3 separate regions of the Ovis aries genome follow, and regions 1 and 3 are each linked to region 2. The links are chromatin contacts, called in public Hi-C maps. All regions are on one chromosome and are shown on one strand. The core of a region is the stretch at or near the end of the contact, and the rest is flanking DNA. Distances in the headings are between cores, read along the strand shown. Region 1 overlaps AKAP13 (A-kinase anchoring protein 13). Region 2 has its middle 47 kb from the start of TRNAY-GUA. Region 3 overlaps AKAP13 (A-kinase anchoring protein 13).

What was found. A called contact is a pair of places that touch in the nucleus more often than the background predicts.
Region 1: a Hi-C map of muscle shows a contact between it and region 2, with 5 times the contacts expected there. The contact joins two enhancer-like sites. A contact is called at or near these places in 5 of 16 Hi-C or Micro-C datasets (blood, liver, muscle and 2 more).
Region 3: a Hi-C map of liver shows a contact between it and region 2, with 3 times the contacts expected there. The contact joins two enhancer-like sites. A contact is called at or near these places in 2 of 16 Hi-C or Micro-C datasets (blood and liver).

The regions. Positions count from the first base shown.
Region 1 is chr18:15,725,925-15,730,808 of ARS-UI_Ramb_v3.0, forward strand. The region is part of intron 3 of AKAP13 (A-kinase anchoring protein 13); the gene reads left to right. Among named protein-coding and RNA genes, the nearest start is that of AKAP13, 110 kb to the left of the region's middle. Within about 2 kb of position 2,992, at least 27 of the 54 cell types and tissues checked have an H3K27ac peak or open chromatin away from gene starts, as enhancers often do. A contact at or near this core is called in liver and muscle, where this site is marked.
Region 2 is chr18:15,565,764-15,570,454 of ARS-UI_Ramb_v3.0, forward strand. No RefSeq gene overlaps it. Among named protein-coding and RNA genes, the nearest start is that of TRNAY-GUA, 47 kb to the right of the region's middle. Within about 2 kb of position 1,663, at least 41 of the 54 cell types and tissues checked have an H3K27ac peak or open chromatin away from gene starts, as enhancers often do. A contact at or near this core is called in liver and muscle, where this site is marked.
Region 3 is chr18:15,705,558-15,709,984 of ARS-UI_Ramb_v3.0, forward strand. AKAP13 (A-kinase anchoring protein 13) reads left to right here. Exons shown (of 39, transcript XM_060402005.1): 3 at 4,175-4,218. The coding sequence starts at 4,186. Among named protein-coding and RNA genes, the nearest start is that of AKAP13, 89 kb to the left of the region's middle. Within about 2 kb of position 1,969, at least 5 of the 54 cell types and tissues checked have an H3K27ac peak or open chromatin away from gene starts, as enhancers often do. A contact at or near this core is called in liver, where this site is marked.

The sequences.
Region 1 (4,884 bases), core at 1,742-4,241, 160 kb after region 2:
AGAGACATTACTTTGCCAACAAAGGTCCGTCTAGTCAAGGCTATGGTTTTTCCAGTGGTCATGTATGGATGTGAGATTTGGACTGTGAAGAAAGCTGAGCACCGAAGAATTGATGCTTTTGAACTGTGGTGTTGGAGAAGACTCTTGAGAGTCCCTTGGACTGCAAGGAGATCCAACCAGTTCATCCTAAAGGAGATCAGTCCTGGGTGTTCTTTGGAAGGACTGATGCTGAAGCTTAAACTCCAATACTTTGGCCACCTGATGTGAAGAGTTGCCTCATTGGAAAAGACTCTGATACTGGGACGGATTGGGGGCAGGAGGAGAAGGGGACGACAGAGGATGAGATGGCTGGATGGCATCACCCACTCAATGGACATGAGTTTGAGTAAACTCTGGGAGTTGGTGATGGACAGGGAGGCCTAGTGTGCTGCAGTCCATGGGGTTGCAAAGAGTCGGACATGACTGAACGACTGAACTGAACCCAGGCAGTGGTATATTCCCTGTTTGGTCTGTGGGATCCATCGATCTGATTGTGGGCTTATTTTCTGCCATTGCTGTTGTCATCTTCAGGTAGTTAAAAGCCTGGGGTGCTCTTAACTTCCCCTTCTGACTGTGCATTCCTCTCTGCTCACTTCCTGCATTCCTCACTTCTACTTTGATTAAAGATGATTCGGTTCTTGGTCTCTTACTTACTGTAGTTGATGTGTGTGCAGGAGAAGGCAGCAGAAATGCAGGTGGTATGAAAATGGTAACCCTTAAGAATGAATTTTTGCCTCGCTAAAACGTTTGTGACACATTGACTGCACTTGTTTGACTTAGTGTGAATAGAATGCTAGATTTCTAATTGAAAAAATAAATAGGCAACAAGCAATAAAGATTTATAGTTCCCTGTGCAACACAGTAATCAATATGTTTTAATAACCTAAAAGGGAAAATAATCTGAAAAGTAATATATGTGCATATGTATAGCTGAATCAGGTTGCTGTGCACTTGAAACAGTCAGCTGCACTTCAGTAAAATATATATATTAAGGGAATGTTAAGGCCAAGGGGCCTCATTTTTTGTTGCTCTTTAATTTTGGGGAGGACTGAAAACATGTATTTCTAATCAACTTCTGGGTGATGCTTTGGTTCTGGGACAACACTTGGAGAGCCTGGGTCGAGAAATGTAACTTCCTTGTAGGTGTGAAGTAGATAGGGGTAAAACTCCTGCTTTAGTGCTAATCAGCTGTGGGAGCCTTACAGTCTTCCTCTGTAAAATTCAGCAGGGTAATGCCAGAATTGTAGGTTTTCTGTGAAGGCTGAATGTGATTTTTAAAATGACAGACATGGGCGGGAGGTGGGAGGGAGATCCAGGAGGGCGGGGACATAATGTACAGCTGTGGTTGAAAGTGAAAATCGCTCAGGCGTGTCTGACTCTTTGCAGTCCCATGGCTGTAGCCTGCCAGGCTGTTCTGTTCATGGAATTCTCCAGGCCAGAATACTGGAGTTGGCAGCTGTCCCCTTCTCCAGGGATCTTCCCAACGACAAACCTAGACAGCATATTAAAAAGCAGAGACGTTACTTTGCTGACAAAGTGACGGGAGTGAGTGGGCTGGGAGTGAGATCTGAGCAGGCGCCCTGGACCCACTGGGTCCCCTGATGGAGACATTGCCCGTTGCACAGACAGGAAAGGAACTGGAGGCCTTGGCCTCCGTGCCAGGAGGCAGGCACAGTGTCTGAGATCAGCAAGCAGGCCTTTCACCCGAGGAAGGAGACCAGGTGGCTCCTCAGAAAAGAAAGGCGGGGCTGGTTTCATGCCCTCCCTGCCTGGGCATCGCCGGTCAAGTGAGTGAGGTGAAGGGAGCTGTGTGCCCAGGCGGTGAGACGCACGTAACACGAGTCAGGCTTCAGCCTCTGGTGTGTCCTGCCTGTGTGTTGTGTGCTCGCAGTGTTTGTGTGGCGCCTCCCTGGTGGCTCAGTTGGTGAAGAATCCACCTGCAACTCAGGAGACCCGAGTTCGATCCCTGGGTAGAGAAGAAGGGCATGGCAACCCATCCCAGTATTCTCGCCCAGAGAATCCCATGAACAGAGGAGCCTGGGGGCCTCCAGTCCATAGGACCGTGAGAATCGGACACGACTGAGCAACCAAACCACCACTGTCAGCGGGAGGGGCTCTGGGAGGCAGAGGCGGCTGGGGAGCAATCCTGTGTTGAGGGGAACCTCGTTTCCTGCAAGCTGAAGGGACGCACTCGTGAGTGAGGACGTCATCCTGTTGGTCGTCCATGAGTCTCAGGAGCGTAACTTGACCAGATTGTATTTTGGATATTTGTCCTGTTGCCTTGTATTGTTTGGAGGGTGAGTCCGGAAACCTGGAGACCCAGTTTCATAGATGCCTTTAGAGGAAGAAAAGAGACCTGAGCAAGGAGTAGCCAAGGCAGCTACACAGATAAGTGTGGGAGCTGGGCAGAACACAAGTCCAGTAGCCGGGTTTTAATGATAGAATGCGCCACTTACGTCCTCCGCTTCCCAGGAGGGCAGAGAAGGAAGAGAGAAATGTTCTGTCAAGAACTAATTTTAAGAAGTCCTCATGGTGTCTGCATTTTAACCAAACACCTGGTCCTGTTAGCAAAGGGGGACTGTCTCTTTAAGTGTTGACCCAATTACTCGAGCAGTTCCAGAGAGTTGTGAAACATTTGTGAGAGGGTGAGGCTGTTTTTTAAAGCCGCCAGCCAACACCCTTGTACCAATTTAGCTTTGCTTATTAACAGGAATAGACTGAGAGGCAGGGTTGTACATTGAAACAGAAAGCTCATCCTCTTCGAATTGTAAAAAAAACTTCTTTTTAAGGAACACTTTCCATTACGGGGTCCATTCATTAAATGATTTCCAAACTTTTTGTAATTTTAATTCCTTTTCCAGCTGAAGTTTCAAGATTCTTCCATGTTCAGAGAGAGTAGTCCCTAAAACCAGTCCATACGGAGCACTCTACAGACAAATTGAGCGCCATCTACTGGTTTTATTTTAACGGACCATGTCGGTGGTGCTTGGAAATCTTTTTAAGTATTTATGTATATCTTAATGTTGCAAAATTATGAAGCTGGAAGACAATATGAATTTTGACCATAATTAGTAATAGTATTTAATAGTTTAATGTTAACTTTGGGAAGGGGAATGCCTTTTGGCTGGAATATAGACATATGATCAAAAATGAAAGCAGGTTATAGGGATTTCACTGACCTGTATCTTTATCTGGGAAAAGATTAGCCTGGTTGAAATAAAAACTAACCTCAAATGTCAAATAAAATGGTTACAGTATTTTCTAACATTTGTTGCTGTTCGGTTGCTCAGTCGTGCCCGACTCTTTGCAGCTTCCTGGACTGCAGCACGCCAGGCTTCCCTGTCCATCACCTGCTGCCTGAGCTTGCTCAGACTCGTGTGCACCGAGTTGGTGATGCTGTCCAGCCATCTCACCTCTAGATGCTGTAGAGTTCTCCCCAAATGCTCCGCCACTGTTAAGTGAGTGACAAGGAAGACAGACTCAGTGTTGGGTTTAATTTGTGGCATTTTACATTTTGTTTTTGAAAAAGGATGACATGTTTTTGGTTCAGCCCAGCAGACATTAAGCACTTGCGATGTCTCAGGCCTTCTGGAGAGATATTGTGTGTACAGAGATGAGCTGGATGAGGGCCCAGCCCCAGCTCCACTGTAAATGGCTAAGCGTTCAGAAGACTCTTTCCTCCCTGGGTGATCCGTCCTGAGCCATGAGCAGACTCAGACGCAGCCAATTCCCTGCAGAGGCGTTCCTCATACCCGCCTCAGGACAGAGTATGGGTGCCTAGAGACGCTTGTGTTTCTGCTAATTATAGCACTTACCGGGTGGCCTTCTGTCCATAGGCATGTCTGTCGAGGCTCCTGGCGGACAGGAAGTATTTATAATTCTAGTACCAGATGATACCAGAGACAAACTGCATTAAACAGAGGCACTGTGTGCTTGTTAAGCATCAATGGACGAATAACTTAAGGCTTTGGTAATGGGAACAGAGCAGAAGGGAAGGGAACGAACACATTAATATTGGGCTGTTAAATAGCTTTCAACTGTTTAACTTATCTACTTGATGGATGGACTGGAATAAAAATTTATTCTAGCAGTAAAATGTTATGAACTAATAAAACACACTCAAGGAAATGTTTCAAGTAATAAAATATTTTCAAGTATTTTAAGGCTTATTTACATATCAACATTAAAATTTCAAATATTCCTATTTCAAAAATGACCCCAATAACTGATGGTTAGTGGTCCTATCGTATATTTGATAGCAATAAGTCCTCTGAAAGTCCTTTAACTTTCATTAATTCAGTCTGGCTTTCTACCTCGTTAGTACAGATCAACGATTGTGAGCAATATGATCTTGGAGAAAATACGAAGACTTTTGTAGTTATTGAGGTTATTATTAACAAAATGGTTAAAGTAAAGAGAAATTTGAAATATTTTTGATGGTTGGAAATTAACTGCGTCACGAATCTAGGAAGCGATATTTTAGTTGTGAGCTCTCTGGAGTATGCAAAATGAAAAAAACTCAGTATCCTTGATTAGAGAGGACTCGATTGTGGCTGCCATTAAACAGAGAGAAATACGGTAAGTCTCGTTCTCTTCCTTGATGGCATTTGAGTTTGAGTTCCTGTTGGGTCCAGAGGATCTTGTTTCTGGGGTTGAGGGCCTGGAATAGTATGTTGTGAAAAGACCCATTTAAGGCTGGAGAAAAATGAAACAGTTCTTGGGTTTGCTGCTTTCCTGTCTTCCCAGCTCTCCTCCCCTGTGTGTTCTGAAGACTGCTTAACCATCATCGCTTTTGAAGCTGCGAATCCTTTGGTCCTCACCTCTTTTAGCATCACTGATGCTGTG
Region 2 (4,691 bases), core at 413-2,912:
GAAAAGGGAAAGTGAAGGGCAAGGGGAAGAGTAGACCAGACTCTCCAAGGAAAACTCCTCCACAGCCAGTTCTCAGTGCAAGCGCGTCCACACTAATCCCACGAGCGTTCCGTCCTTTTGTTCCTATTTTTCCGCCACCTCACCATTCTAAGGGTGGTGTCCGGAGCAGCAGAATCGGCACCACCTGGCGTCTCCTTAGAACTATAGAATCTCAGCCCTCCCCAGACCTTCTAACACAAAATCTGCATTTTATCAAGATCCTCCAAGTGACCCGTATGTACATTCATGTTTCAGAAGTACTGCTCTAGGGTTTCCAACAGGCAAAATAAAACTGCAAAGTGAACAGCTGCAAAACAGATGCAAAGCAAATCACGTGGTGTAACATATGACTTCTCCAGGGGATTTATGACCCTCTGTGGACAGTAGCTGGTAATACAGAAAACAGACATTTGAAGTAAGAATATGCACAAAAATCAAAGCCAGGTTATATCTTTGTAATTGCCCTAAAAGGATCCATCTTGGGTTCAAGAAAATGTAGTACTTGTACCTTAAACAGTTTCATATACCCAGTGAGTATGCAAGCGTTTGGGTGGTTTTTTTTTGTCTTTTGTGGTTTTTTGTTGTTTCGTTTTTTGTTTTGTTTCTCAATAGGGAACAAAGATAGGGTTTACAATGATCTTCCAAAAAATCAGAGGATTTGATTTGATCGTTGTGTCCAGCACATTTCATAATACCAAAATTTTGTAACTATCGGCAGAAAAGAGTCACTGCTGCATGTTTTTAAATAACCTAGAAAATAGATTAAGGCGAATGGAAGCAGTTCAACTTCAGGTCCTCTCTCAACTTACTCAAACAGGCTTGCTTCACTCATTCAAGAAATATTAGGCCCCAGGATCCGTGCAGAGGAGGGCCTGAAGGCATGCAGCGACCGGTGCTGCAAAGCATTGCCTGAGATTAACGGCAGCAGACAGCCCCTGGATAACTTGAGGCGGAGAGGGGAACCGAGCTGGGAGAGGAGCCGGAGGAAGGGCGTGGGGAGGAGCTCTGGATGCAGCGTGGATAGGCGGGTGGAGCCCAGAGCGGCAGGCGAGGGGCGGGTGGGGTCCAGCCTGACTCACACGCTTGCCGACGGGACCCGCCACAACTCTGCCGGGTTAGGGTTTTCCGAGGACCACGTCACGCGGTCCCGCAGCCTCTTGCCCACGTACCCGCGGCAGAGTTGCACAGGACCCATCATGCACAAGGGTGTAGACTCGGGAGTGCAGGTGTAGGAGAGGCCGCTAGAGGCCGCGCGCGGTCCCTTCCCCGAGGAAGCGAAAGGGCCGGGCAAGCGTGTGTGCGGCTGGCTTTGTTCCGCCCAGCACTGCGGGTTCTGTCCTAACCTCCGAGCTCCGCTTGCGACTCTCGGCGTTGACCTGCGAACGATCACACACCAGTCTCGATGTCAGAGCACCCCGTGACCCCCGCATCACAAGACCGGGCTGGGGTGCTGGGTGGTCCCTCGGAGCCCCTCCTCCGGCTCCTGGCTCTCTTCCCAAGGCTTCCCTGGGGCAGAAAGCTTGATTCACTGATAACAGACTTCGGTCCCCTCACTTCAGGCAAGCGGCCTCCTTCCACCCCGCCCCCGCCCCCGGGGGAGGCACCTGAGCCCTGGGACTGCTCCCCAGGAAGTCAGGCAAGAGTTGACTACAAGCAGAGCCAGCCGATGGGGAAGAGACAAACCAACAAGGAAGTGAAGCAGAGGTTTCTAGAGGCTGCCCCGCCCAAAAGAGTGTTCAGGGGCCACTGAATTCTTTTTTTTTTTTTTTTTTTGTTTTTGCCACTGAATTCTTAAGGTCACCGATCATTTTTACTTGGAGAGCTACGACTCAGATACTAAGTCTCGACAAGGCAAGCAGGAGAAGGTTGCACCTAAATTGTTTCCTGAGAAATTCGGAGCCAGTGGCTCGCAGCTCTGCCCCAGAACAGAGAGAACCTTGGCACTCCCATAGGGAAGGAAGCTCACCCAACATTTGTGGGCACTCCTCCAAGCACTGGGCTTTCCACTTACTGTTGCTCAGGGACCTAGCAGGCCATGGAGGGCAAATGTAAATATCTTCATTGCCCTGAAGTCAACATCCAGACTGGAAGATGTTAAGTAAGTTTCCAGGATCAGCTGGTAACAAAGTGTCAGAGCTATAATGCTTGTTTATTTGATTTAATTTATAAACACTAATGGGTTTCCTAGGTGGTGCTAGGCGTGAAGAGTCCGCCTGCCAATGCAGGAGACACAAGAGATGTGGGTTCGCTCCCTAGGTTGGGAAGATCCTCTGGAGCAGGAAATGGCACGCCACTCCAGTATTCTTGCCCGGAAAATTCCATGGGCAGAGGAGCCTGACGGGCTCTGGGGTCACAGGGAATTGAACACAACTGAGCAATGAGCACAGCACATAAGCATATTATACAGTCACATCTTTCGAAATCATAAAGGCTAGAAAGAGATACAATAAAAAGTCTCTCGTCTAGTTAGGGAGTTGGGGATGAACATGTATACATTGCTATATTTAAAGTGGATAGCCAACAAGGACCTACTTATCGTCTAGCACAAGGAACTCTGCCCAATGTTACATGGCAGCCTGGATGGGAGGGGAGTTTGGGGGAGAATGGATACATGGATGTGTATGGCTGAGTCCCTTTGATGTCACCTAAAACTACCACAACACTGTTAATAGGCTGTATTCCAACATGAAATAAAAAGTTTAAAAAACACCTCATCCCCACTGACCCGCAAATGTCCAGTTGCCCTCATCTTGTCTATTTTGCCACATACACAGGTAACCGCTGTCGTGCGCTCCTTGTCGTAGAGGCACGTTCAGCATTTCTCTATACATATACCAGTTAATGAGAACTGTATAGACTTATTTTTCTCCCATGTGTACACAAGCGTGGTACACGATACCTATTGCTCTGTGCCTTGCTTCTTTCACTTCACAAATTACCTGGTAGATCTTCCCACATCAGTGCATGAAGACCTTCCTCATTCTTTTCCTTTTACAGCTGCACAATATTCCATTGTACAGACATACTACAGTTTAATTAACCAGGGCTTCATTCTTGCTTACTGGGTTGTTTCCAATGTTTTGCTACTGTAAAAGAAAAAAAATGTTGCAATGAATTTGTTTTCAGTTGCTAAGTCCTGTCTGACTCTGTGTCAAGAGGAGCCCACCAGGCTTCTCTTGTCCCTGAGGTTTTCCAGGCAAGAATACTGGAGGGGATTGTCATTTCCTTCTCAAGGGCATCTTCCCAACCCAGGGATTGAATCCATGTCTCCTGCATCGGCAGGCAGATTCTTTACCACTGAGCCACCAGGGAAGTCCTGCAATGAATAACTTTGTACCTACGTCATTTTGCACATGCCAGAGCCAGGAGCCCACATATTTCTAGCTCTAAGCAACCACTCCAAAGCTGACACAGGATCAATTATATGCCAGCTCTGATAGATAAATGCTCATATTTCTGTCTTCCCCCTAACCCCCAATCTTCCTATTTTCCTTTTCTCGTTGTGAAGCCTATTTGTATTTGCAACAGCTACAGAGAGTCCGGACAGAGAATACTTGCCATTTTATCTCTTTCTGTGGTTGCTTCATTTCATTCTTCAAATACCAAGGGTGACTGTAACTGGAGATAAAATCTGCAGATGTTGTTCTGCATAAACATGGAATTTCTGCTACCAGTTGGATCACACTGTTTCATACATGTGCCAGGCAAGTTCAAAGCTTGCATACCGCAGCCCACACCAGGCTTGAATCCCAGCTTGGAACTGGAAGGAGGATGAGCTTGAGGCAGTCTACTGCTGAGCGCCAGCATCCATCGTCATTTCTGGCTGTTGACTTAAAGGGACATGAAATGAACGAGGGCAACATCAGGGAGGCCCAAGGAAGACTGCCTTCCAGAAAAGATAAAATGCATCACCCAGCCTTTCATCCTCATCATCTGTGGTCATTTTGTCATCGCTTTTTATGTTTAGATTTCAGGTTTGCCTTTGAAGGTAGCTTTTTGTTTCTCAAAACAGGATATGGTGATTAGAGAGAGTACTGGGCAAGGTAGGTGGGGCAGGAAAAAGAGAAGGTGGGTTTTTTTATTAATGCATGTGACTCCAGCTATTGTCTGCATAGTTCACCAAGATGGGTTCACCCTGTTTCAGATGCAGTTTGAGCCAAGTCCTCGTTCTTAGGAGCTTACTGCACACCAGTAACTGTGTTGGTGAATGACAGAAGACCCAGATGCTCCGGTCTAAAAGGAAAGTCAGGCCCGTACCAGATATCGTCAGTGCAGAACAAGAGATCAAAGTGACGTCAGCCGTGGTGTAGTAGAGAAGTACGCCCAGAGTCTTATCGAGCTCAGAGAAGAGGCGCTTAACCCAGAGTAGGGAGATAGGGAGATGGGGCAGCAGTTCACGGAGACTTCTTTGGGGAAATGTTACTGAACAGAGTCCTGAGGAATAATAAGAGGAGCTCTAGCAAAGAACGTGAGCAGAGAAAACAGCGTAAGCAAAGGCCCAGACGAAGGAAGGAGTAGGGGCCCTATCAACCTGATGGAACTTTATGATTATTATTATTATTACTATTACTATTATTAATGTAGACCATTTTTTTAAAGTCTTTACTGAATTTTTTACAGTGTTGCTTCTATTTCATGTTTTGATTATTTTT
Region 3 (4,427 bases), core at 719-3,218, 140 kb after region 2:
TCTTAAAATTCCTTGATGAAATGATTGGACAGACATGGTGCTTTTGTTCAATTTTCCTCTTGATAAAAAGTCTGTAGACAAAGCAGAGACTCCTGTGGTCTCCAAATTGGGCTTGGGGTATAGGTTGGTTTTCAAGTGCGTTTGCTCTGACTGAGAAGATTGCCTTCCTGTAATACGTAGTCTCCTTTTTTTAGAATGCAGTTCTCAAGTAAACTAAGTCTGTTTAAATGTGTGAAATAAGTTGATGCACTGTATATAGCAAGTGCGTGATGGTTGCGCATCCGAACTCTTGAGTTCTCCGTTTTAGGACCAGTTTGAGGGTCTTTCATCTATTAATTTGTATTACTTGCTTTCTTAATCTCTTTCACTGTGGGGGTAAAAGCCACCCCAGGAGGCCTTCCCTCAGCCCCATATTTAAAACTGTATCCTACTCACTGCCTGTTCCCTCTTATTGGTGCTTCCCTGTAGCGCTCACTAGTGCTTTCTCTCTGTTAGTCCTCAGATAAGCTCTGTTTGTACTCTCAATGCCTTGAGCAGGGTGCCCAGCATGCTGTAGATGCCCAGTGATGGTTGAGTTAACGAAGTCGAGAAGAATCTGTACTGTCTGAGAATGAGGGCTAGAGGCAAGCAGGGCAGGTCGGTTGGTGACATCAGACTGGGCTTGAATTCTAGGTTCATCTACCTCTTATGTTGATATTAAATAATTTAATCATTTAAAGGAAACACCCCTCTCCCCAACCAGTGAGATGGGGGAAAAATGGGGAAAATAGTATTTTTAAAAAGGGGATTAAAAATGGTGTTGGAGGGACTTCCCTGGCGGTCCAGAGGTTAAGACTTCGCCTTCCATCGCAGGGGTGTTGTGGGTTCGATCTTTGGTCAGGGAGCTTAAATCCCACATGCTCGTGATCAAAAAACCAAAACATGAAACAGAAGAAAAATTGTAACAATTTCAATAAAAACTTAAAAAGTGGTCTGCATATAGAAAAATAATATTGACTATCAGTTCAGTTCAGTCGCTCAGTCGTGTCCGACTCTTTGCGACCCCATGAATTGCAGCTCACCAGGCTTCCCTGTCCATCACCAACTCCCGGAGTTCACCCAAACTCATGTGCATCAAGTCGGTGATACCATCCAGCCATCTCATCCTCTGTTGTCCCTTTCTGCTCCTGTCACCAATCCCTCCCAGCATCAGAGTCTTTTCCAGTGAGTCAGCTCTTCACATGAGGTGGCCAAAGTATTGGAGTTTCAGCCTCAGCATCAATCCTTCCAATGAACACCCAGGACTGGTCCCCTTTAGGATGGACTGATTGGATCTTCTTGCAGGCCAAGGGACTCTCAAAAGTCTTCTCCAGCACCACAGGTCAAAGGCATCAATTCTTTGGCGCTCAGCTATCTTCACAGTCCAACTCTCACATCCATACATGACCCCTGGAAAAACCATAGCCTTGACTAGACGGACCTTTGTTGGCAAAGTAATGTCTCTGCTTTTCAATATGCTATCCAGGTTGGTCATAACTTTTCTTCCAAGGAGTAAGTGTCTTTTAATTTCATGACTGCAGTCACCATCTGCAGTGAATTTGAATCCCCAAAAAACAAAGTCTGATACTGTTTCCACTGTTTCCCCATCTATTTCCCATGAAGTGATGGGACCAGATGCCATGATCTTAGTTTTCTGAATGTTGAGCTTTAAGCCAACTTTTTCACACTCCACTTTCACTTTCATCAAGAGGCCTTTTAGTTCCTCTTCACTTTCTGCCATAAGGGTGGTGTCGTCTGCATGTCTGAGGTTATTGATACTGGCTCTAACGCTCTGTAAATGTTAGTCCTTGCTTCCCCTGGTTTGTCAGCATTGAGGAAGCCTAAAGGCGTCCGAGTCTAGCAATCCGATGCTTCTAGGGTCATCACCTTGATGACTTCTGGCAGGTCTATCCTTCCAGCAGCCTGTGCTGCCAGCCCAACAATGAACTGTCCCTTTGACCAGTGTGGGTGGACAGACAGTTTGTCAGCCCTCTTTAATCCTCATATCAGAATAACTTGTATGGGTTCTGGCTTTGAAACAAGTTCAGGCGAGTCCATGATTCCAGACAGTTCAGAGGGCATCACGAGACCTTTCGCTCAGATGTAGCGGGCACACCAGAGAAGTTTGTTTGTGTTCCTTGTACACACAGTCATTCTAGGTCTTCTGGCAAATCAGGAAACACCAGAAGGCTAGTAGGTCACTAGTTTGTCTCCATAGATTTCTCCAAACCTTGCAGGTCTGGTTACAAGGTATTAATTCTTGTTTTGGTTTCCACTGATGTTTCTTCTGTTGGGATGGTCAGCAATACTTCATAAGTCAGTTAAAGCAAATGGATTTGGTTCGTGCATTTATAGATTCTTTGAGTCTTTTGTCCTGGGCAAGTCTGAACAGGACTTAGAAAGCTGATTAAAAGACTAGTGAGCATGGTGCTTAATTTTAAGTTAAATGGATATTCAATGTGTTGAGAAAGTACTCCATCTTCAGTCTGTCTTTTCTCCTGTTTGTTTGTTTTTTTTTTTAAAATTTTTTGTAATCATCCATGCTTGCTTTTTGAATCTGTTGGTTAGAAAAACAAAGGTTTTCTGAAAGAGTTGACTCCTGCTCCATTTCTCAAGTTTGGTTTTCAGTGTGGATTTTTGTAGGTGATTTTAGCACCTAAGGGTACAAGAGTGCCCTAAGCTGTGTGTGTGTGTGTGTGTGTGTGTTGGGCGGGTCTGTTAGTGTGTGTGTGTGTGTGTTGGGCGGGTCTGTTTATGTGTGTGTGTGTGTGTTGGGTGGGTCTCTTATTGTGTGTGTCTTCGTGTGTGTGCGTGTGTGTGTTTGGCAGGTCTGTTATTGTGTGTGTGTTGGTGGGGTGAGAGTGTGGACTAGAGGGCAAACGGGGCAAGCAGGGGAGGTAGTCAGTCCCTGTGGGGCCACCTGGCTGGGCACGTCTTGCAGCAGAGTGAATGAAACCCGTGGCCTGCTACTGGTTGGAGATGATCGTGTGTGGGAGTCTGGTTATAGATTTATCTTTTTCCCTAGGGGTGTGTGTTAACTGTTTTTGGGGTGAGCCTTTGATCCTCAGACTCACAACCTGACTAAATTGGCCGATTTGTGAAAAAGTTTTAATACTGAGAGGATTCTGTTGTTTGAGGTATGTGTGGTTGCTCAGGCATTGCTTTTTATTCTAAAATTTGGTCTTTGATTTCTAATTTACGCTGTTAGCATTTCGATTGTTAAGTTTTTGTGATCTGGTCTGGCATCTTGCCAAGTATGGGATTTTATCTTTTTCTTTTTGCACCTTGAATGCTGTTCCTGTATGGTTTTTTTTTTTTTTTAAATACTGCTAAGATTGTAATTGATCAGGTCCCCTATTTTGAGCAAGACACTCAAAATCTATTAGAATGAAATTACTTGGGCCTTCTTCTCTGATTCTTATGAAGATGGGATTAGCTTATTCTGAGATTGGTTTATTTAACAAAAGATTTGACCATCTGAAGTAATTCTGGACTAAGATAATTTTAGCTTAGATGAAATCCTGGTCAAATCACCAAGGTGAGCTTTTAAGAACATGCTGTTCTCAATATTCACAAATGTATTATATAATGCTGTAAGTCTTCTCTAAAGTTCTTCCTAAGATTTTTGTGAGAATTCATTTAGAGGGGTAATGACAGGGAATCCAGCCGCTGATTTTCAGGAGACCAAAAGCTTCTAGTTGATGGAGGCAAGACTGGTAGCCCCCTTCTCTGAGAGGAGGAGGGCTGTCTCGAGGTCTCCCCTCCGCCCTGAGTGCCCTAGTGATAACTGGGGAAGCATCTTATGAGTTTGGGGGATTATATAAAAGAGTAGCTTGTGCACACACTGTTCTTTTTTTGGTAACTGCTTTTAATATCCTATTGGTTGGTTGTTAAAACATCTTATATGACTGCAAAGACTTTTGTCTTTTTCAATCAGAACATCTTTCTCCCCACTTGTAAAGATTGAATCTGGGCCACAAGGCATGCTACAGTCCTTGAACTTCTGTCTCGGAGGAAAGCTGGGCATCTGTAACCCCAGACTCCTGATTTTGCTCATGTAACCTTGCTTGACATCTAGGACTTTTCCAGTGGGTTTTAAATTTTTGATGATAACTTTTAATTTTATTCTCATTTATTTCTTTCTTTTCTGTTCCAGTGTCCTGGGTCATGAAACTTAATCCACAGCAAGCTCCATTATATGTGAGTAAATCACCAGATTTCATTTTATCCTTACTTCTGCTGTTTAATTTTTATAATAAACTCAAAAATTTTCTCCTGTGATTATCAAAGGAATGTTGAACCATCTACATATGAATATGTTGACATACTGCACATCAGAAATTGAATTTGATTTAGTGATATTAAATGATGAATAATACATGATACTGAGCAGAGAACAAATCACACCT